Linked DNA regions of Mus musculus: regions 2, 3 and 4 are each linked to region 1. The links are chromatin contacts, called in public HiChIP or PLAC-seq and promoter capture Hi-C maps. All regions are on one chromosome and are shown on one strand. The core of a region is the stretch at or near the end of the contact, and the rest is flanking DNA. Distances in the headings are between cores, read along the strand shown.

Region 1 (5,175 bases), core at 800-3,299:
ATTAAAGGCAGGAACCACCAGGCAAATTCTGAGGATTCTTGAATAGAGGACTTGAAAGGAATATAAAAAGTTATAAAAGGTAAAACCTGATACCCAAGCTGGCCTGAGGACACTGGCACCTAACACTCTTGAACGAGAGCGGTTAAGAGCCCAGGCCATCAGGGAAGTGAAGCTATTTGCAGAATGGCAAAAGGCTGCAATTAGAGATCTGCATCTCAGCTATATTAATTAATTAACTAGCTAATTAATTAATTCTCCCAATTCAATGATGAAAATACAACCTGGTTTTAAAAAGATAAACTAAGGATAAGAATTGACAGTTTCTGGGTGATAGACCATGCTGGAAATGAAGCTTGCCATGAGGAAATGCAAGCCAAACCTACCATGAGATAGTGTGAATTTCTCTGATTGGCTAAAATAAAAATGAAAGCCTAGAACAAGTGTTGATGAGGTTAATGTAAAACCTTCAAATACATCTAGTGGGGATGTACAGTGAGTGGTGCTATGCTTTGGGAAAAAAAAAAATCTGTCAGTTTCTCAAAGAGCCAAACAAGGGAATTAGCCTCTGACATACCTATTCCATTACCAGGTATTATATCCATGAAAACATGCCTACATAAAAATTTATACAAAATGTCCACGGCATTATTAGTACTGGCAAACTCTTTTTGCCAATGGCTAATGGCTAAATAATACAGGGCATATCTGCCTAATATACTAATAAACAATAATGAATAATACAAGCTGCAACATAAAATTCGCTAGATGCACGCACACAGATCACATGTTTTAAGGTTGTGTTTATATCGAGTATCTGAAATAATTTTGTTGAGACTAAAGATTAGTGATTGCCTACAACTAATAGCAGGAATATTGGGGAGGAGAGAGAAAAAGCAGCTAAATAGAAAAGATTTCTTTTGGAGGTAATCAAATTGCTCCGAAACCAACTTGTAGAGATGATTGTGCAAACCTGTTGAGATGCTCAAAACCAGTAAGCTGTATACTTCCAGAAAATGAATTGTATGTACCTCAGGAAAGCTCTCACAGAGGAGGATGCAAAGGTCCCCTGCCCGGGATTTTCCACAGCAGTTAATAACCAATAGGCATTTCCTAAAGGTAGGAAAGGCATAACCTGTAGCTAGCCTGGGATCCAGGCAGTTAAATCACTAAAATGGCAATATCTGTACTGGATGCTGTGAGAAATTATGGGTGATTGGGTGTGAATGGAAGCAGATATAAAATAATATGAATGCTCTCTCTCTAAACTCAGGGATTTAATGAAAAAAAAATAGAACCATAGTGGAAAAAATGAATAAGGGGAACATGAGAATAAGAGAGCATACAATTCAGAGGTCTAATAAATAACGAATGGGATTCATTTTTAAAAATTCTGGTCTTTGACACGCAAAGGATTATATAGAGACAGAGAAACCTGAGAAACGCGCTATACATATCCAGGAGGCCAAGAATGAACAAATTTTGGTCAGGAGGGCTTGAGACAGAGATAAACCAAGAAAGAGTGATCTTACCTAAGGGGCATAGGCCATGAACTTGATTAGAGTAACATGGCCATCCCTCAGCAGGGCCAAAGGGCCATTCTCCATTTCACAGAGGCCTCTCAGAAATAAAACGTAACTCCACGGGCTGCAAAAGTATTCTCAGTCACATTAAAGCCAAACTGGATCACTACCTCGATCAACTCAATTTGCTCAGTACATTAAAAAGAGCAATAATTGCATTTAAAAGCTGTTTCATGGAGAGCGAAAGATGTTTCTTGAGGTATTAAAAGGTGAAGGAACCCAGTAGTACCCAGGGGTGGAAACTAAGGCAGCAACGAAGTCTCAGGTGTGTTGGGGACGGACATACCTGGAGTCACCGCAGGGGAGAGGCGACGCGAGGGCGTCCTGGGACCACATCTCCCCAGCTGAAGTCGGTTGGGAACTCCTGCCCGAGGATGGATGCGGGCCCCGCCAGCAGCTGACCGGAGGCCTCCAGGACCGCTCCCGTTCCCATGGCTAAGATCAACTGCGCTCGTGCCTCCCAGGGGTCAGTGCGCACGCGCGCTCGGAGGCGGGGCTGTGCGTCTCGTCCCGCCCCCTGCCGCCTGGTTCTGCCGGAGGCGGATTCATGTGTGCGGCACAGCAGCGCAGGGTAGGCGGGGTTTCCTCCGCGCAGGGCCGGGCGGGCTAGTGTTGTGGGAGACGCCCAGACTTCTTCCGCACTGGTGCTCTGGTTCTTGAGCGGCCTAAGCACCACCTCTGAACTCTCACCCGGGCCACGCCCAGACGAAGGAACGTGGTTGCCTTGGTGACGAGTCCATCGTTTGGCAACCTCGAGGCTGGAGAGCTGGATGACTTGACTGTCTCTTGGGGAGCCTAGGCTTTCCAAGATTGGCAGACCCGTGACTCAGAAGTGCAATAAAAGTCCAATCCCCCAGGGTTCGGATACCTCCATTAATGACTACAGAACTAAGGCCATTCAAACAGCCTCAGGGATGGGAATGTTTTTAAATGGTAACATGTGCCTGTTATATTTATATTTTTGCTCTTAGTATTATAGTACTTTGGGCACATTATAAACTATATCCATGTAAAATAATGAACCTGTCTGTGGCAGCGAGCCAGGGCCCAGGGACACAGGTTGTAGATAGTCACCCTAGCAACTGGATTTTTTTTTTTTCAAGAGATCTCCATTCAAGTGAAGTTGGGATTCTTGAATTTGCCACAGGAAAAAAATTCCAGGGCGAGCCTGTATGAAGCAGAGTTGGAGTCTACAAGTGATTTTTTTTTTTTTTTTTTTTTTTTTGGTTTTTCGAGACAGGGTTTCTCTGTGTAGCCCTGGCTATCCTGGAACTCACTCTGTAGACCAGGTTGACCTCGAACTCAGAAATCCGCCTGCCTCTGCCTCCCGCGTGCTGGGATTAAAGGCGTGTGCCACCACGCCGGGCTACAAGTGATTTTAATATAAAATAGAGGGACTGATAGATGTGCTCAATGACAGCGTAAGACACATCAAAGTGTGGGGACTTCCACTTTGCATGTTACGTATACAGTGTTGGTGATGTCTGAGGTTATGTAGGAAGCTCTGCTAAGGAAGTTGAGTGATATCAGAAGGTTCCTGAATTTGGATCGGATTACAACTGATAAAGTAAAAACAGTGTTTTGAAAAATATGTTTATAGTCTTGTTTGGAGAGTCCCAAATACTTTCAGGTTTACAAATACTTAAGAAAGGTGTGAGGTCATAAATACTTAGGCCTTAAGCATGGCTCGCAGGTATTTTTCCATTCTTATTTGAAATGATTCTACATGAAAGGAATACTGCCTTTTTATAGGTAACCTTCACAGAATATTATAACTATGCTGACTCTCTTCACTTGCTGGATTACTTTTTTTTTTTTTCTTCTGAGACAGGGTTTCTCTGTATAGCCTTGGCTGTCCTGGAATTCACTTTGTAGACCAGGCTGGCCTTGAACTCAGAAATCAGCTTGCCTCTGCCTTCTGAGTGCTGGGATTAAAGGCATGTGCCACCATGCCCGGCTTTACTGGACTATCTATCTTACCTTCAACTTTCAAAATAGAATTACAACTTTTTGAGCTTCTCAACACATATAAAAGTTTCTAACCTTAAAATATTGTGTGTTGGTTTGGAGAGATGGCCCAGTGGTTATGAGCAATGACTACTCTTCCAAAGGTCCTGCAGCAACCACATGGTGGCTCACAACAACTGTAATGGGATCTGATGCTCTCTTCTGGTGTGTCTGAAGACAGCTACATTGTGCTCATATAATTAAAATAAATAAGTCTTTAAAAGATATTGTGTGCCACTAGGTATATAGTAGCATTATATCTAAAAACATTATGCATATCTTAATTTCAAAACACTTCCTTGGGGGATCAGGGAGGTGGACCAGCAGAATTCTTGACTCTTAGCGAATAGAACTTCAACCAGACTCTGGAGTGAAAGGTTTTTCTTCCTTGCCATGGCCCCTTATTTCCCCTTTCTAACTATCTCAAACTTAAGTGAGAAATGTGTTTTGACAGTTCTACGGATTCGTTGATTTCCTTTTTCCTCCACTTCTGCAGCCCATTTCTTGAGACAAAGCCGTGCTAGAGTTAGGCTATTTAGTAATTCTAGAATGATCTCTAAGTGTCCAGGTGAAGGGGAGAGTTGTGTATTACTCACTTTGAATCGAAGCTAGAATGACTAAGCCTCGTGAGGCAGGCATGCCAAGAGCCAAGACAGGCTGAAAGCCAGGCCTCCAAGACCAAGCAACTCAAGCTGTAAATGAAAAAATTCTTAAAGGAAATAAAAGTGATGCTAAGAGAAAACACACAATAAGAAAGAAATAATTGATTATAGAAACTGCTGGTGTAGAGGATGTCTCAGTGGTCTGGATGGAAAACTGAACTAGTCACACGCTCTTTGACTCTGTGAAGGCAGAAGAAGAAGACACAGAAGCAAAGCTTGAAGCTAGCCTAGGCTGCGTCACGATACTTAAAGAAGCTGTTTCCATTCCATTGCATGTCAAGGGAAAGGTGCGAACACCAACAAAGCAGCTCCAGTGAGTCACCTGGAAAATCTAGCTAAGTCGTTGAAAGTGATCACACTAAGCAGCTGATTGTAAGTATAGACAGTATATATAGTATATACAGTTTATACAGCCTGGAGACTTGATATACAGTATATATAGTATATACAGCCTGGAGACTTGACTGAGCTACTGTAATTCTGTGGTAAAACAATGACAATGAGTAGCTGTATCTTAGCAAGGGGCAAAGATGATGATTGTGTAAGAAGATGATGGGATCTACTCCTGGAAAAGATGCTAATGGTCGTGCTGGAAGGCAATGAGGGGTTCCAGATGCTTAAGTGTGCTCGATAAAGTAGTAGCAAGGTTTGAAAGGATCAACTCCGATTTTGGAAGAAGTTCTACTCTGGCTAACATATTATCAAATAGCATCACACGAAATTGTTTGTGGAAGGAAGAATAAATCAGTGAAGAAAACATTGTCTCAGGAATTTGCCTCAGCCACTCCAAAGCTTTAGAAGCCATCATTAGGAACCAATCAGCAGCCAGTAGCATTGAGGCAAGACTGCCCACTATTGGTGATAATTCTGAAGGATCAGAAGGTCATTAGCGATTTGTTACCAATGAAATGTTTTACATTTTATTT
Region 2 (5,765 bases), core at 1,610-4,109, 770 kb after region 1:
TCTGGGTTTAACACAACATTTGTAAAGAAAAACAAATAGACACTGGCCAAGGTATAGGGATGCTGTGTGTGTGTGTGTGTGCTGCTGCCACCAATAAATAACAGAGAGACTGAGCAAAAAGATGCTAAGTGTGAGCTCAGCCTGGACTATACAGCAAACCTGTGTGAGCCAAACGGTCAAAAACAATAAATAGATCTCACAAAATCCAAGCAAATAAAACAGCCTCTGTATTTGACTCACCTATGTCAATCAAATACAGTTTGCTGGTCTCATATACAGAAAGCCATTCTGCCTTTTAAATTGAGGTATATGAAAACATGCATAATTTGAAAATGAACACTCATGTATCATAACTATTGTAACTTTGTTTTATGAAAAGAACCAACCATTTGTGTTAGTATGCTGAGGTGGTTGGCACCAAGTCTAAGTGTTTTGTTTTGTTTTGTTTTGTTTTGTTTTGTTTTTTTCCTTTACTCTAGAACAAGGGTGAGGAGCTAGCATTTTCTGTAAAGGACCAGGTATAAATACAAATATCTACATAGACAACAACACAATAGTAATATCAGTGTTTTAGGCTCGTGATGCGTTTCAGCTACCCAAGTGCGTTGTAGCATCTCAGCCAAAGCCAGAGACAACACAGAAATGAACGAATGTGACTGTGCTTCAGCACATTTATAAAGGTTTACATGCCATAAAATATTATTTTTCCTTTGATTGAGGCAGGGTTTCAAGCAGGTCAGGAATTCACTAGGTAGGCAAGAATGACCTTGAACCTCTGACCCTCCTGCTTCTACCTACTAAGCCTGGTCCAGAGAGCAAGTCCCAGGCCAGCCAGGGCTACAGGGAAAAACCGTGTCTTGAAAACAAAACCCCAACAGCAACAAAAAGGGTTTTGCCTCACGTGTATATGTGTGCATATGTGCAAGCATGTGTGTGTGTGTGTGTGTGTGCTGGGACAGAACTGAGGCCTGGCACATGTTAGGCAAGCCCTCCATTACTAAACAACAGCCTCAGCCCTTTGAAGTTGTTCTAACTATCATCAGAGTCTTTACATAGCAAATATATGAAGTATTTGAATATCTGTCATGACAGTGACTCTGCTTGTCAGGCCGGCCTAGTGAGTCTATGCGACAGAACTATGTCAGAGGACATGACGGCTTCTGTAGATTCCATTAGCCATGTCACCTCTTCTTATCAAATTCTCTTCCAGCTTGGTGCAGGAACTCAGCCTCGATTTTACAAGAACAGACTTGGAAAGATATGAGTCAGGAGGGTCCAGAATCTGTCCATCTGCGGTAACGAACTTGGCCCTTATTAGCAAATCTCCTGGAGACTTCCGGTATCCTTAGGTGTCCCCTGGCTGGAGGGAAGCCTGTCCAATCAGGGTGGTCCTGATGTCTCCTTTGCTACATTTTACTTACCCTGGTCACACCATCATTTGGCTTTGTTAAAACAGAGATTGGAGTGATTTCTTGACACTCGAGAATGGTGATGTGTGACTCATGGGACTTCCTCCGGAAACACAAGTGGGTTGTCCCACTAGTTCCTGCCAGAAGGTCCCAGCTTTCCGATGTACTCCAGGCACCTTCAATATGCTTACAGTCTTCCTAGATAGGATCTCAATGTGAAGTGAGGAGTAATGGTTTGGACCCAGAGCCAAGCATGTCTCTGCTTCTCTGAAGACAGCAGATGTGCCAGCCATCTTGGAGGCTCATTAGGAGGTCTCAGTTTGGGAGATATACAGCCAAGCGAATGATGGTTCGCTGCTAAGACTCAATGCCTGCCTGTGCACAGCCACTCACGGTTGTATGGGGGAATCTTTTATTAGAAATGTACTCCCATGACTGTATCTACCGCAAATTTCTAATGTCCCTCAATAAATCTCACATGTAGGCTTTAAATAACGATTCTTCCTTCTCTCCGTTCAAGCTGGAGAAGACTGTGTCAGCACTGAGGGACCGAACACTATTATTATTTCTGCCGTCCTCAAATCCTTATTATTTTCCAACATCTCAAATCAAATGCTGCGCTAATTTCCACAATACCCATTTTATTAGTTAAACAAATAAACCTGTAGTAGCAATACCATTAATAAATTAGCAAAATCCATCTGTAAGTGCATCCATTATGTTAAGTTTATGTTGCTCCTTATTTATAATAATATTGCCCTTCTCTGAACTATTTTACTCCACTAAAGGCATTAAACAATTCACTTTTAAAATTTATGGAAAAAAGATGGCTGGAATCCTGGTAATGTAATCCTTTGAAGTTTTATTTATTTATTTATTTATTTATTTATTTTGGAATACAGTTTGGAGAAAGCAAGAATTTTCTTTTCCTCTGCGAGAGGGCAAGGCTGTTGGTAGTTCAGTCCCTTCCCTTCGCCAGCCTTCAAGTCTAGCTCACGTTTCCATGCCCAAAGCATCATAAATAACCAATGAAGTAAAAGACTGTGTCTAAACACTAGGAGTCAATTTCCATAAACGCTCATGTTAAAAAATGCATGACTGGTGTGCTACAGTGTGGACGTGTTTCTCCCTCACCAGCATCAACCTCTGTGCCCTCAGGAATAAGTAAAAGGATCTCAAACCAAGAAGGTGGAGAGGAGCGAGTAGTAGGTGTTAACTGACCACTGCCCTCTGACCTGTAAACACAGTAAAATGGTAGGAAGCTAAACAACCCCGCCCCCACCCTCCGCCCCCACCCCTCACCCTTCACCCCCCACCAACGCCCATGACTCTGTTTCCACAATGGGTGACACAGCAGTGGCCGCCTCCATGACTCTCCGAAGCCAGAGAATACATATGTGGTGCTCACGCAGTGCTTTGGGCTTAAGCTACTGAACAAGAGCCTCTGCTTAGTAGAGAAAAAGACTTAGAGCAGCCACTGACTGTCATTACTGCTGCTGCTGTCCAAGAAAGCTGAGAATGGTAGAGAATAATTTCTGTTCTTTCTCACAATGCCTTAGTAAGTTCTATGTACGTTATTAGTTATTATTCGTAAGTTAGAATGTTGGTTTTATGAATACAGTTTTTGTCGTGTGTACCCAAGTTTTCTTAAGGTCCTAGGACCTTTGCTTTCCTGTGCAGAGCTTCCAGCAGGAAATTTTGCCTGGTTGGTCTGCTTTTAAACGAAAACCAGTATTCTTGTCGGCGTTTGCATTTTAAGGATTTTTACGGGCAAAATGCTCAACAGAGCCGTGCTACACTCTTCATTAGAAGAGGGAAGAGTAGAGAATGTCAAAAACAATAAACTCACGGAGTTTTGAGTCTCCGCTTCAAGCTTCAAGTTCCAGGCAACCTTTGAGACGTTTCGAAGCACAACACCGCCACCTTCTGGTAGCGTCTTGCCATCGTTCTCTCTGCCAGTTGATGGGGGCTCTCTTCCATCCATAATTTGTGTTTTCTGTTAGGACAGATCTAATTTGATTTGTAGCCTTGAAAACTTTAGGTAAAGTCTAGACAATGTCTTAGTTAATTTGAATTAAGATCAAAGAGTCTGAAAACAGAGGGCTTTTAACTGGTTCTGTTGTCGGAGAGGGACGTGATTTTGGTATCAGCGATCTTACCCGAGGCATTCTGTGCCGTTGTTTTTCAAATCTATTACAGGTAAGACTCTATTTCTTGTATCCCAGGCAGGCCTGGAACGCACTGTGTGGCTGAGGATGACCTTGAACTTCGGATTCTTCTGCTTCCTCTTTTTTTTAAGCTAGGGATTAAGCTGCAGCTATGTGTATACCAGGCAAGCACTGTACAGCTGAGAGGCATCTCCGGTCCACTTTCCTAGAGCATTGCAAACATTTTAAACATCACTTGTGTCCTAGGAGGTGGTGAGACTGAGAGGGTTTGCCCCTCACTGCTCCACACTGACCACAGTCAGCCTGCTACATCTCCTGGCCAAGTGAGTCACAGGGGAGATTGGCTAATGGGGTTTTCCTTTTCTGTCCAGTAGAGGAAAAGACGGCAGTGTAGAGGAAGGTGGTCCCAGCTCTGCTCTTACAAAAGACCAGGAGCCCCAAAAGATGGTGAATTGTAGTGAGAGTTTTGGTTTCTTAAAAAAAAAAATACAGTTCTTTATGTGAATATATATTTTTTATTTAATTCTCAAGCGTGGGATATGGGGCTGCTTCAGGTTGTCCACAGCAATTAACTGTGATTGTTTCTAGGTGGTGTGTGTGTGTGTGTGTGTGTGTGTGTGTGTGTGTGATAGAAGACTCTGAAGAAGGCATAAACAGGAGATCCCAAAGAGGGCCTGTGGGGCTGGCTGATGCTCTTCCAGTTGCTTCCCCCACTGCTGCTGGTGGGTTTGCTATAGCTTGTCTTCTGGTTTTCTGGATGGCCAGATATTCTGATGACTAAGATTGGACTTACCCCAAGGAATCCAAAGACCCAAATTGGCAGGAAATAGGCCAGAGAGGTCTACACCACACCCCCTTTCCCTCTAATCTTCTTTCTCTCCTATCCAGTGTTGGGGTTGAAAGGAATAAGGGTTGGAAGGGAGGTAGAGATATAAGAACCCAATAAAATAATAAGACAAATATGCCAACAGTGAATTCTCTGTTTGAGAAAAGGCCCAAGAATCTTGGCACCCTATGGGATATCCAGCCAAAATGGGACGTCACTGGCTACTTCAAACAGCTCTGCTGCACCTGGCTTTAGCTGCAAAGGGCTGTCCTCTCCTGTGGGCTAACGAGCCTCCTGCAATAAACCAGTTCAGCCAGCTTAGGCTATCAGAGCCAGTCCACAAGCACAGGCCAGAGGCAGGGCAGGAGAAGAAGAGGCTGTTGGCTTGGGTGAAGAAGAGAGCTGCCTTTGAAGGGTGCTCTCCCCACTGAAAGACTGCCATGCCTTCAAGCCAGGGTCAATACTGCCTCTACCTTAGTGGGAAACAAGAAGGCTTAGCTAGTGGTCACATGATGGGGGTCTGCTGCATCAGCTGGAGGAAGAACAGGTTGGGGGCATCTGGTCCACTGGAGGAAATGGATCTGCATTGCCTTCACACAGGTTAACACAGAAGACAATGCTGTTCTGGCTAGGCTGCTGGAAGCTTCAAGGAGCAACTACTACAGATACTATGGGAACTGCAGACATCTGTGAGACAAGGTTTTGGGTTCAAAGTCTGGCTGCCATTGCCAAGCTGGAAAAGGCAGAGGCCACTAAACTGAGTTAATTATGGACCAGATCAGTTTCCTCTGAATAAATAAAATCTGTTCTTCAGTTGGAAAAAAAAAAAAGACAAAGAGGGCTGGTGAGATGGCTCAGAGGGTAAGAGCACTGACTGCTCTTCCGAAGGTCATGAGTTCAAATCCCAGTAACCACATGGTGGCTCACAACCATCTGTAATGAGATCTGACTCCCTCTTCTGGTGTGTCTGAAGACAGCTACAGTGTACTTATGTATAATAAATAAATAAATCCTAAAAAAAAAAGACAAAGAATATTCTCTCCTAAGGTTTGGGTGTGATGGAGAAACAAGAGAGAGTATGGTTGGGGGAAAAAATCACGGATAAGCTGTACAGCTATGGAGAACATGGCCAAGAGAGTTGGTCCGAAAGCTGCCTAAGCAATCGGTAGGTGAGTGGGAGTTTTGCTGTTGTGTAATTCCTTTCATTGGGGTTAAGTGTTTCCAAGTGACTGGTTGACTGGAAATGCAGCTGGAGCCACTGATTTCACTCAGCAAGTTCTGCCATAGAGATATAGGCAAACAGTCAGTCTTAAGAAGAAATAGTTAACTGGAGGGCTGGCAGGGTGGCTCAGCAGGTGAAGG
Region 3 (5,170 bases), core at 1,052-3,551, 590 kb before region 1:
AGTAACCCCAGCACGATGAGAGCAAGTGTGGGAAAGTTTGTGCGGCTGAAATTCTCAATGAAGCCTCCTCCCTGACCAGAGAACTCACGGAGGATACCCACACGTTTTCGAGCAACCCCCAAGGATGAGTGCCTTCTGTTCTGCCCAATCAAGGTGCTGTTTCCTAATGTGTACATCTCTATATATTACTCAAAATAAATAAACACCACTTACTAATTATTCTCACCAACAAATACATCAGTGAAATATAAATATGATAAAACTCAATACACCTAATCATTTTGATTTAACACAGAGGACAGAGAAACACAGTAGACAAAGCCAAAGAGACTATTCAGTAAGCAAAAAATCCAGACTCTTAGGCAGGAAAACTCCATCACTACAATAATCCAGTACAAAAGAAAAGAAATGGAACAGCTACATCATAGATGAACAGCTACATCATAGACACACACACACACACACACCACACATGGGGGTTGAGAGGCTTTGGGGCCGGCAAAAAGAATGTTAAAGCCAGAGATGAGAGGGAGTGCCATGGAACAGCCCTCGAGTGCACACCACAGCAACAGCCATCTGCCCTTCAACATTCCATCACAAACACAGAGGGTACCCAGTGGTGAGTGGGGGAGAATGTGTCTCAGTGGTGCAGCTGGTGGAGAATTTGGGATGAAGTTCGAAGGGAATTAAAGGAGGATAGAGTGGGGATGAAGGACGAACATGATCTCAATATTTTTTCAGAGCTAAAATAAGTGACACAGAAATTTTGCAAAACTTTTCTAAAAATCTAACAGTCTGCTAGTCATGGTAGTGCATACCTGAAATTCTAACACTTTTAGTCAGAGAAGAATCTAAAGTTTTAAAGTCAGGCTGGACTAACACTTGATGCCCAGTCTTAACAAGCACCTAATTATATACCAGCAGTATTCCCTCATTGCCACAGTTCATGCATTCCAGTTGACTGCCTTTTCTGGATTTTTAATCTTAAACCATCCAGACACAGTTACGCTGTCTAAAGCAAAATAAAAGTTAATTAGGAAAAGAGACCCTGTCGTGGAAAAAAAAAAAAAAGAAAGACCAATTAAGGAAATTAATAATCACATTATGACAATTATATATATAGCTCATTGTGCAAATTTCTGCCTGAAGACCTTGTCTACCACATTGTACTTTACCTTTTCCTTCCGGAGGAAGACTGAGCCTATAGGAATATTGTGCTCACAACTTTATAGTACCTTTAGTCTCAGACTATCTTTTACTTAAACCACTTCTCCATAAAAAACTGACAAACACTTTAACCAAAACTCTGCATTTATTCTTCAAAACATTTATACAAAAAAATCACTCGCCATCCTTTCACCACTGAGCAACCAAAATACACTTACTTCCCAGAGCCACTTCCTGGGATCCATACTCCTACGACCCACAATCCTGAGAAATCTCAGGATCATTTCCGGTGAGGAAGAAACTATACCTGCATAAACTTATCAAGAGATGGCTCACGGTAAGACTCTACAGTGCCTGGAACAAAATGAGCACGCAATAAAAGCCAACCATTATCTAGCTACAAAGTAACTGCCTTAAGTCTGTATTTTCTTCCTTTACATGATTTAAGTCTAACATAACTCATCAGGACACGTATACATACACAGAAGGCTTTCCAACTAGTTCACTCGATCAACAGCAACAGTATACACCCAAAGTAAGTTTTCAGTTCTCTTTTCAATTAAAAAAAAAAAACATTTATTAAGAAATTAAAGATTCTAATCCCTCACGCTTTCAGCCAGACATCTGTCTGGAGTCTAGCTAACAACACATAGCTGGAAAAATTCGAGATTTTCACTGGCTGGAAAGGTGGATGAGGGTCAACCTGCCAAACTTCTGCTTGCCACAATCAAAACTCCAGTTTCAAAGTAGGCCAGAAAAGATAGGGGCGAGCGGCTACGAACCTTTTAAAGGATCGACGCTCCCTTTTTGCATCCCCCTCCCCCACTGTTTAGACGAACCACACCCTTTATTACCCCCCAGCGGCCTCCTGGCATCTCCCAGGGCTGTCCTCCCACCCCAGGAATCCACGGTCGCCAGACTCACAGAGTGTGTCCGCACACGTTCACCATCAGCTTCAAAGAAGGGTTCCGGTACTTGGTGGTCTTACACCTGGGGCAGCCCTGGTCGTCCATGGCGTCTCTTCGGCTTTGGATTTTTTTTTTTCCTCCACACGGATTTCAGCCACTGCCACCTACAAGAACCCCCAGACCAGATGTCAACTAAGCTGCTACCAACAGGCACTTGGCCGGAATGGTCCTTCGCGAAAGAGCACCGGCTGGAAGCCAGGCGCTGCAAAACAAACGTTCCGGGAGCGAGTTCTCCGTTCCAGCCGCTACAGTTCCAACCTAACCTTAGGTGAATCAGTTCAGTATCTTGGGATGGGAGAACGGATGCTTTTAAATTACACACCTCTTGCCTAATTACATTTTACAAGGAACCATATCATATCAAAAAGATAAATTCTTGTTTCGTTTGGAAACATCCACATGATTTCAAAGATTTATGCTGGTATGAAGTCAATAACACAAACTAGTAGTCTCTTTTAGAAAATTGGACAGTCTGTACTGTAGATGTCTTCATAGTTGTGTAATCAGAACATAATTTGATTCACATATATGAAGATTAGAATAATGCTAAGTGTAGTGGCTCACACCTATAATACCAGCACTAGGAAGGCTGAAGCAGGAACCAGCCATGAGTTGGATCTAGGCTCCATACTGAATTCTGTACAGCCTGGGCTACCTAAGGAGACACTGTCTCCAAAATAAATAAATATATAACAAAAAAAAATAAAAACAAAATAAAAAACAAGATAAATTGTTTACATTCATAAAAATTATCTAAATGCAATTCTTTGTACAAATTCTTACTAAATGTCAGAATACTTCTATAAATAATATCTAGTACCTGTTCCTACACAAAGGCCTTCCCCTCAAGACTGCCAGGCAAGCTGAATTGTACAACCTAACTCTCATATGTCTTGCCCCCAATAAAAGACCTCATTTATTTTCCAAAATGTTAAATAAAAGGTTATTTTATAAAGCAATTCGAGCAGGGCAGTGGTGGCATACACCTTTAATCTCAGTATTCAAGAGGCAGGAACAGGTGGATCGCTGAGTTCCAGCCAGTCTGGTCTGCAGAGCAAGTCCCAGGACAGCCAGGGCTACACTCAGAGAAACCCTGTCTCCAAAAACAAATTTAAAAAAAGAAAGAAAGAAAGAAAGAAAGAAAGAAAGAAAGAGAGAGAGAGAAAGGAGAGAGAGAGAGAAAGAAAGAAAGAGAGAGAGAGAAAGGAGAGAGAGAGAGAAAGAAAGAAAGAGAGAGAGAGAAAGGAGAGAGAGAGAGAGAAAGAAAGAAAGAAAGAAAGAAAGAAAGAAAGAAAGAAAGAAAGAAAGAGAGAGAGAAAAAGGCACACAACTTTATTTCAGCAATCCCAAAACTCTGAGGACCTGATTCTCTCTGGGAATTGTAAGCCACATTTATTGTATTAACAAGAATACAGAAGTCTTTTTTGTTTATTTTGTTTTTTGAGACAGGGTGACAGCACTTCTCTGTGTAACCCTGCCTGTCTTGGATTTGCTTTGTAGACCAGGCTGGCCTCAAACTCATTGAGATCCGCCTGCTTCTGCTTCCCAGGTGCTGGGATCAAAGGTGAGGGCCACCACGCCTAGCCAAATAGATGCCTTAGAAAGGTCTATTAGATAATGAATTATTCTTACGGTAAGGGACAAGTCTTCTCCACCTCTGAGATAAGGATTTATTGATACTTAACAAAGGCTTAATGGAGACTAAATGAATTCATAAAAAGGCCATCAAATAACAGTGAAATGTGGACATTTTTAATGCCAAGCATTTTTGTAATCACCTCCATCTAACTGAAATTCTGTCTGAAGTAAACTTGTAGACAGGTTGCCTTGGTTTGGTTTGCTTGTTGGTATGAGGTGTGGTTCATTTTTTAATATTTTTATTCTAAGTAGTGTGTGTGTGTGCGTGCTCATGTGCTGCAGCATGCCTGTGGTGGCCACAGCACAGCTTACAGGAGTTAGCTCCCTACCGTGTGAGTCCTGTAGAGGAACTCAGATCATTGGGCTTGGTGACAGGTGCCTTTCCTTGCTATGCCGTGTCACCAGTCCTGTTCCATGTTTTGTTTTAATATTATTTTATTACTTACTTGAGAATTCCACACAATTTATTTTGATCATATTCAGTGCTCTTCCACAACTACTAGGTCCACGCTCAGCCACTCCCTTCCTACCCACCCAACATCATCTTGTTCTCTCTTCTCTCTCTCTCTCTCTCTCTCTCTCTCCCCTCTCTCCTCTCTCTCTCTCCTCTCTCTCTCCTCTCTCTCTCCTCTCTCTCTCCTCTCTCTCTCTCCTCTCTCTCTCTACTCTCTCTCTCTCCTCTCTCTCTCTCCTCTCTCTCTCCTCTCTCTCTCCTCTCTCTCTCTCCTCTCTCTCTCTCTCTCTCCTCTCTCTCTCCTCTCTCTCTCCTCTCTCTTCCTCTGTGTGCCTCTTTCTCCTCTCTTTCCCTCTTTGTTGTCTCTCTCTTTATGCCCCCCTTCCCATCCAGGTCCATTTGTGTTGGCCAACTACTCTTAGGTTTGGGGCCTACCCTGGAAGAGATAGTGACCACTCCACATAAGAAAAGTGAGCTTTCCTTTCCTGGAAGTTACCAGATGTCAATAGTTCCTCAGCTAATGATGGATGTGGTGTAATATGTAACGGACTATGTGATCACTCCTGTTTTATGACTTGTTTTTTTTTTTTCTTCAAGCTCTCACACTCACCTGGACTCACTGTGTAGTCCAGGCTGACCTCTAACTCGAGGCAGTCCTCCTATCTCAGTATCCAGTGTGCTGGGATCCCAAGTATGAGGCACCATACTTGTCTCAATCAAGTTTTTCCAAATTATCCCAGGACTTGAATACCAGTTGTATCCATTCTCAGTCATTTTACCTCTTTACAGAACTTTCCCCCTTCAATAAAAACATAAAGGAAACAGCTCCACCTCTTAAAACCTGGACACAGTAGACATCCCTGGTTAGGGTTTCCATATGTTATGGAGGGAAAGCATGACAAACAGCTACATATCACATTCCAGAGGAAGCAGGCCATGATGG
Region 4 (5,543 bases), core at 2,642-5,141, 750 kb before region 1:
AAGAAGTCTTATTTAGCAGCCTAAGACAGGAGAAGGATATTTTATTTGCACCTAAAAAAATTGCTTTTAACTTGCCTGACTGATAAGTTTTGATTCACATTGGCCAGCCTGACACAAATGAGCTTGAACTTTTTAAAATCATAAATCAATTGTAGATCAAGTGTGTAGTGGCTATTCCTGGTTGTCAACTTGACAATATTTGGAATAAACTACAATCCGGAATTGGAAGGCTCAGCAGTGACCCTTATCTGGAGGCTTGGAGATCCTTATCTGGATCTTGGTTTGAAGATCTTGAGCCATAGTGGCTATGGATTCCAGAAGATTGAATCTCCGAGTTTAAGGAACACACCTTTAATCTGGGCTCCACCTTCTGCTGGAGACAATATAAGGACATTGGAAGAAGGGAGTCTAGCTCTTGCTCTTGCTCCTTCGCCTGCTTGCTGCGTGAGACTGAGTAACTGCTAGATCCTTGGACTTCCATTCACAGCTGCGACTGAACCATTGTTGGGAATTGGGCTGCCGACTGTAAGTCATCAATAAATTCCTTTACTATCTAGAGACTGTCCATAAGTTTTGTGACTCTAGAGAACCCTGACTAATACAAAGTGGTTTTTTTTTTTTTTTAGATTAGCCACATTTTTAGATTAATAAAAATCAACATCAGTCCTGTATTGCACAGTGATATCTGGGTTAACAATGAAGTCTCAGAGACAACATGGCTGTCCTCGTGTCATAGGGAACACATTATTCATGCTCACGGTGAAGCTGGGGAAAGCAGACTACTGCATTGCCAATCATATAATCATGAACGCAACACGTGCTTTTACATCTAGTACTGAATATCCACTAAGAAGAAGTAATACAATCCTCGGTTCCTGTATTTATTATACTATCATACTGTATTCTTTTAAAAAATCATGATTTTAGGGCACACTTTTTTTATTGTTGTGGCTGTTGGTTTGTTTGTTTTTTGAAGCAGGGTCTCACTTGAACTTATATGGCTGAGGAAGACCCTGAATTCCCCGATCTTCCTGTCTCTACCTCCCAACTACCAGGACCAGTCCTTCAGGGGCTTCAGAAAAGGCTTTGTTGTCACAGGCAAGGAGGCTGCAGCTGTGTCCTGCTCCCGAAACACCTCCCCATGAGCAAGGTGTGTAAACTGATCCTGGCTCTCGGGTAGTAAGTGTGCTTATGTCTGAGTTTTAAAGAAAAAGTTGGAAAAGGAAAATACGAGAATAAGAGTAGATTAAATTTAAAAAGCTTATGTAATAAGGACATATAGAAAGAAAAGTTTTATATGGTATATGGTGTATTTGTTTTTTAGGCTATTATAACAAGAATCAAAACATTGAAAAACAAAACACAAGGCCCTTAAAACGACTTCTCCAGTTCCTCTCAGCACGACGTCCAATCCAGGAACAGGTTTCTTCTTTCACTGGATCTTTTTTGCATGTGTTGATAAACAAATACGATTACATTACAACTGCTGCGGCATTTACTATACTAGCACGTGGACTGCACTATATTAGGTGATTTTTTTAGCCTATGAGCAACAGGCAATACTGTATAGATGTGTAGAAGGTTTTACCATCTAGGTTTGTTTAAGTATACTCTATAAGGATCACCCAGGAACGAAAAAGCATTGCCGCACTTCAGAACTATTAGCCATGGCTACTCCACTTGGTACCCTCTCCCCCTTTTAGTTAAACAATAACAATTCCTAAAGTAACTTGTTTTCTAGATCCTTACCCACTGTGCCCTATGGACCCCAGTCATGTCTGACCAGGAAAGCTGCTTATCTATCACATGACATCCTAACCACTTACCTTATCTCCAAAGCTTCCCCTAGCAACAACCTGCCCAAAAGGGACAATGCTCAGTGGCCTTCCCTTTCTTTTTTGTGCCCTATAAGCCCTTGGGTTCTGATTCTTACACCAGAGCCCCGCTTTGCTGGTGCTGTTTTAAAGCCCACGCTATCTTAGAGCCCCGGGGTTCCTTTCTTGAGGTTCCTACATGAATGCCCACCCCCTCAAGCCATGCATGACTGTAGGGAGCATTCCTCCAAAGCACAGAACTAGATAGGCACAAGGGGAACAAAACAGCATTAAAACCCCAGAAGTAATCCAACTAGAAATTGTAGACCGGTAACTTCTGGAATCAAAATTCCTTATCAAAATGGAACCGTGTGATGACAAAATATGGAAACAGGCCTCACCTAAATCCAAGGATACCCGTGTTAGCCATCACATACGCCAAACCAAGGATGCCGCTTCCCATGATGGCGTTCATCACGTTAAAGACGGAGAGACCAAAGGAAGCACCGGAGGATCCCTGCCTGTGAGGTTCCTGGAAACACACCATTTACCCACATTAAATGCCTGAGGAAGGAAGTTAAAGTGTGCTGAGCCATTCTACACACTTGAGGAATCGTGTGAACACTAATTAACCAGGACGTGGCTAGTTCTTTCGCCCATGTAACACAGGCTAGTCTCATTGGAGAAGAGGGGATCTCAATTGGGAGAATGCCCTAAAGAGACTGGCCAAGACACGGCCTGTTTTAGGTGGGGGCATCCCTGAGCAGGCAGGCCTTCCTGGGGATGAAGGAGAGCAAACTGAGCAAGCCAGTAGGGGCAAGTCAATATTTCCTCCGGGTCTCCCGTTTCAGTTTCTGCCTCCAGATTCCTGCCCTGACTTTCCTTCAAGACGGACTGTAGCTGTAAGATGAAATAAGCCCTTCCCTTCCCAAGTTGCTTTCCGTCATAGGAGTTATTACCCCAAGGAAAAGCACATTTGGACATAACACTTGTTCCTTTCCCTCCGTTCTGACCTATTGGTGCAACTCAAGGAAACGAGTCTTCCAGGAAAATTACTTCCTCCCATGCAGGGCCCAGCTGGCTTCAGTGGGAGCCACAGCCTTGTGACTTCAAGAGATCAAGATAGGGTGGAGACAGAGGAGGAACGGGCCTCAGTCACGTGCTTCCTGAAGAATCCCAGTGTCAGCATGGAACTTCTGTCCCTAACTCTTCTTCCTCAAGTACGAGGACCGCAATAAACTAACCTTTTGTTTATATGCCTAATGAATTAAGTCGATTAGCAGGAATATCTTACAGGGACAACATAAACCAAACCATCAGCTGTTACAGTCCAGGGATTCATAAAAAGTGGAGTGGCAGGACTGGAAAGCAGCTCTGAGTTAGGGAGTTTTTCTAGCATGCCCAAGGCCCTCCTAGGCTGGACATTCAAGACCGAAGAGGCTCCGGGGCCCCCGGGCACACACAGCCCACTACACCGGCTTTAGGTTAAGGACGAGCAATGTGCACATTACCAGAGACCTCTCCTCATCTTCACTTACAGGGACTTGAGTATTAAAGTGCCTATAGCTCATCTTTCCCTTGGCCCCATGATTAAATCCAGAAAAGAAACATCGTGTGATGTTCTTGCAAGACCTCACAAGGCTAGAGGAGACAGAGGCGACAATGACACAAAGCAATGGTGAGTCACAAAACCGAGGCTCATCCCGCTGGTGTTCCAAGCCTCTCACTATTGACTGAGTGCTCCATGCTGCTGCCACATTCCAAACTCGCCTGGGGTCAGTGGTTCGGGCCCCACCCCAGGGTCAGTCCCCTGCAGTCCAAGGCTCCTCTTGCAAGCCCTGAAAGATACCGAAGCGCACAGGAACCCAGCGCAGCCAGTAAAGCCCACTTACGTTGCTTAGCAACGGACTCCACTCGTCTGCAGCCACCGCCTCCTCTGGCTGCTGGGCAGAGACGTACCAGCCTGGCTCCGCTTGGATGCTGTGCCGGGACGCCTGCATGGTGCTCCGCGACCGACTGCTAAGTAAATCACGGAGCCGCTTCCCCTAACCCCAAGCGCCCCGGCTGAGCGGCTTCAGAGGCGGAGCTACGGGCTTGGCCCTTCCGGGCTCTCGTAGCAAATCGCGGGCCCGGAAGAGAGGTGCGAGTCCACAGGGTCGGACTCTACGCTGCCTTCGCGGCCAGCAGTGATGACGTCACCAGCCTCCGACGCCCTATTTCCGAGCTGCACCAGAGCATGAGGTGAGGGGTTCGGGTCTGAAGCCGGCCTCGGGTGACGCTGGCCCTGGAAAGGTGCAGCTGGTGAGGGGGCAGTAGTGTCCCGGGTGATGTAGAAAACCTGACGGTACCGCGGCGGGACTCGTGCTCTTCTTTCTTGCCCAATGAGCGCAAAAAGGCCACCAGGTCATTCATCTCCTTGTCCACCGGCCGCTAAGCCGAGGCCGGAGCCCTTGGGTAGGGGGCTGGTCAAATGCATGGTGAGGGCTGATGCACCCAGTGGTAGGATTGGATAGCATGAGAAGTGCCGGGATTAGGTTCCCATTACCACAAAAATCTTTTCATAGTTTAAACCACATATTACAGATGGAAAACGGACGCCTACATTTACTTCAAACAACACAGTAAAGCCTTGTCAAAATACTGAAGCTTTTAGTTATAGGCATGGCATATGGCAGTACACTATGATAGACATCCTAACAGTATACTAAGGTCATATGGGAAGGGACAAATCTCATGTATCCAGACCAACCTGGAGGATGACTTTAATTTCTGATCTGCTTTCTGAGTGCCTGCACCACTGTGCCCAGGCTATGTAGTGCTGAAAGCCCATGAATTTGCTTGTGCTTGCTAGGTACACTTCTAGCTAAACTGTATCCCCAGCTTTCAGGTCATTTTTAACCAAGCTTTTGTTTTTTTTTTTGTTTGTTTGTTTGTTTGTTTGTTTTTGAGGTCTGGTCTCAAATGCATCCCAGGCTGGCCTTGAACTTTTAATCCTCCTATTTCCTCATGCTGAGATTACAGGTAGGCACCACCATGCCTGATATTATGTGCTGTTAGGGATGACCCCAGGACCTCATGCGTGCTAGGCAAGCTTTCTACCAGTGAGCTACATTTTAAGACCTTAATGAACGTTTAAGCCTTGCCAAGCCACTTAGCAGCCACATAACTTTGGGTGATTAACTTACCCCTTAGCTTACAAACTTCATAACACAGCTTCTGATACAACAGCCCGTTGAATAAATAAAATAAGATCTCCTAAGAATATCCCAGTAAGTATTACCATTGGTGGCATCACATATAGTGATCATTTCATTTAGAGATGACCCTTAACTCAAATTTCATACTTCCTATTCTATGTGTATTCTGTCGAAATTTGTGAGCAGAGTTCTTTGGGTATAGGGAGATTGCTAGACCACTAATTTTTCTGTTATAGGGGCAAATAGACTGAAAATGCAAATGTATTATTTACCAGGGACAGTGATCATTCTAACCTGCAAGAGAGACTGCCCTCCCTTGCCATCCAAACCTTTTGTCAGCACTTGGCAGGTGACTTGAAAGATAATTTATATTTTCATCCTCAAAAGCCATTGTGAATGTGTTCACATGTAGCTTGATGGTGTTTGGTGTTTTGTTTTGTTATTTTCCCCAGAATCGTATGGAAGCTATTTGGATTCTCAAGAAGACTTTTGCAAGTGGAATGGTGTCACCCCAGTGAATCAATATTGTTGT

What was found. Promoter capture Hi-C pulls out the DNA fragments that hold promoters and counts their contacts. HiChIP or PLAC-seq counts read pairs in DNA pulled down with a chosen protein or histone mark. Capture Hi-C pulls out chosen DNA fragments and counts their contacts.
Region 2: a promoter capture Hi-C map of liver shows a contact between it and region 1, with 2.3 times the contacts expected there. The contact joins the enhancer-like site here to the promoter of Pcnx4 in region 1. A contact is called at or near these places in 8 of 39 promoter capture datasets (embryonic stem cells, hippocampal neurons, liver and 3 more), 1 of 15 datasets of contacts at CTCF or cohesin (pro-B cells), 3 of 115 datasets of contacts at active chromatin or transcription factors (bone marrow-derived macrophages, embryonic stem cells and microglia) and 2 of 9 other capture datasets (embryonic stem cells and pancreatic islet).
Region 3: a promoter capture Hi-C map of pancreatic islet shows a contact between it and region 1. The contact joins the promoter of Mnat1 here to the promoter of Pcnx4 in region 1. A contact is called at or near these places in 2 of 9 other capture datasets (adipose tissue and pancreatic islet).
Region 4: an H3K27ac HiChIP or PLAC-seq map of microglia shows a contact between it and region 1, with 6 times the contacts expected there. The contact joins the promoter of Slc38a6 here to the promoter of Pcnx4 in region 1. A contact is called at or near these places in 1 of 484 Hi-C or Micro-C datasets (CD4 T cells) and 1 of 115 datasets of contacts at active chromatin or transcription factors (microglia).

Annotation. Positions count from the first base shown.
Region 1 is chr12:72,533,231-72,538,405 of GRCm38.p6, reverse strand. Pcnx4 (pecanex homolog 4) reads right to left here and starts at 2,049. Exons shown (of 11, transcript NM_026327.3): 1 at 1,867-2,049.
Region 2 is chr12:71,766,190-71,771,954 of GRCm38.p6, reverse strand. No RefSeq gene overlaps it. Among named protein-coding and RNA genes, the nearest start is that of Daam1, 62 kb to the left of the region's middle. Within about 2 kb of position 2,859, at least 16 of the 459 cell types and tissues checked have an H3K27ac peak or open chromatin away from gene starts, as enhancers often do. A contact at or near this core is called in liver, where this site is marked.
Region 3 is chr12:73,120,848-73,126,017 of GRCm38.p6, reverse strand. It overlaps Mnat1 (menage a trois 1), which reads right to left and starts at 2,301. Exons shown (of 8, transcript NM_008612.2): 1 at 2,092-2,301. The coding sequence starts at 2,180.
Region 4 is chr12:73,285,196-73,290,738 of GRCm38.p6, reverse strand. It overlaps Slc38a6 (solute carrier family 38, member 6), which reads right to left and starts at 3,891. Exons shown (of 16, transcript NM_001037717.3): 1 at 3,707-3,891; 2 at 2,216-2,346. The coding sequence starts at 3,814. It overlaps Trmt5 (TRM5 tRNA methyltransferase 5), which reads left to right and starts at 4,028. Exons shown (of 5, transcript NM_029580.3): 1 at 4,028-4,055; 2 at 5,464-5,543. The coding sequence starts at 4,051.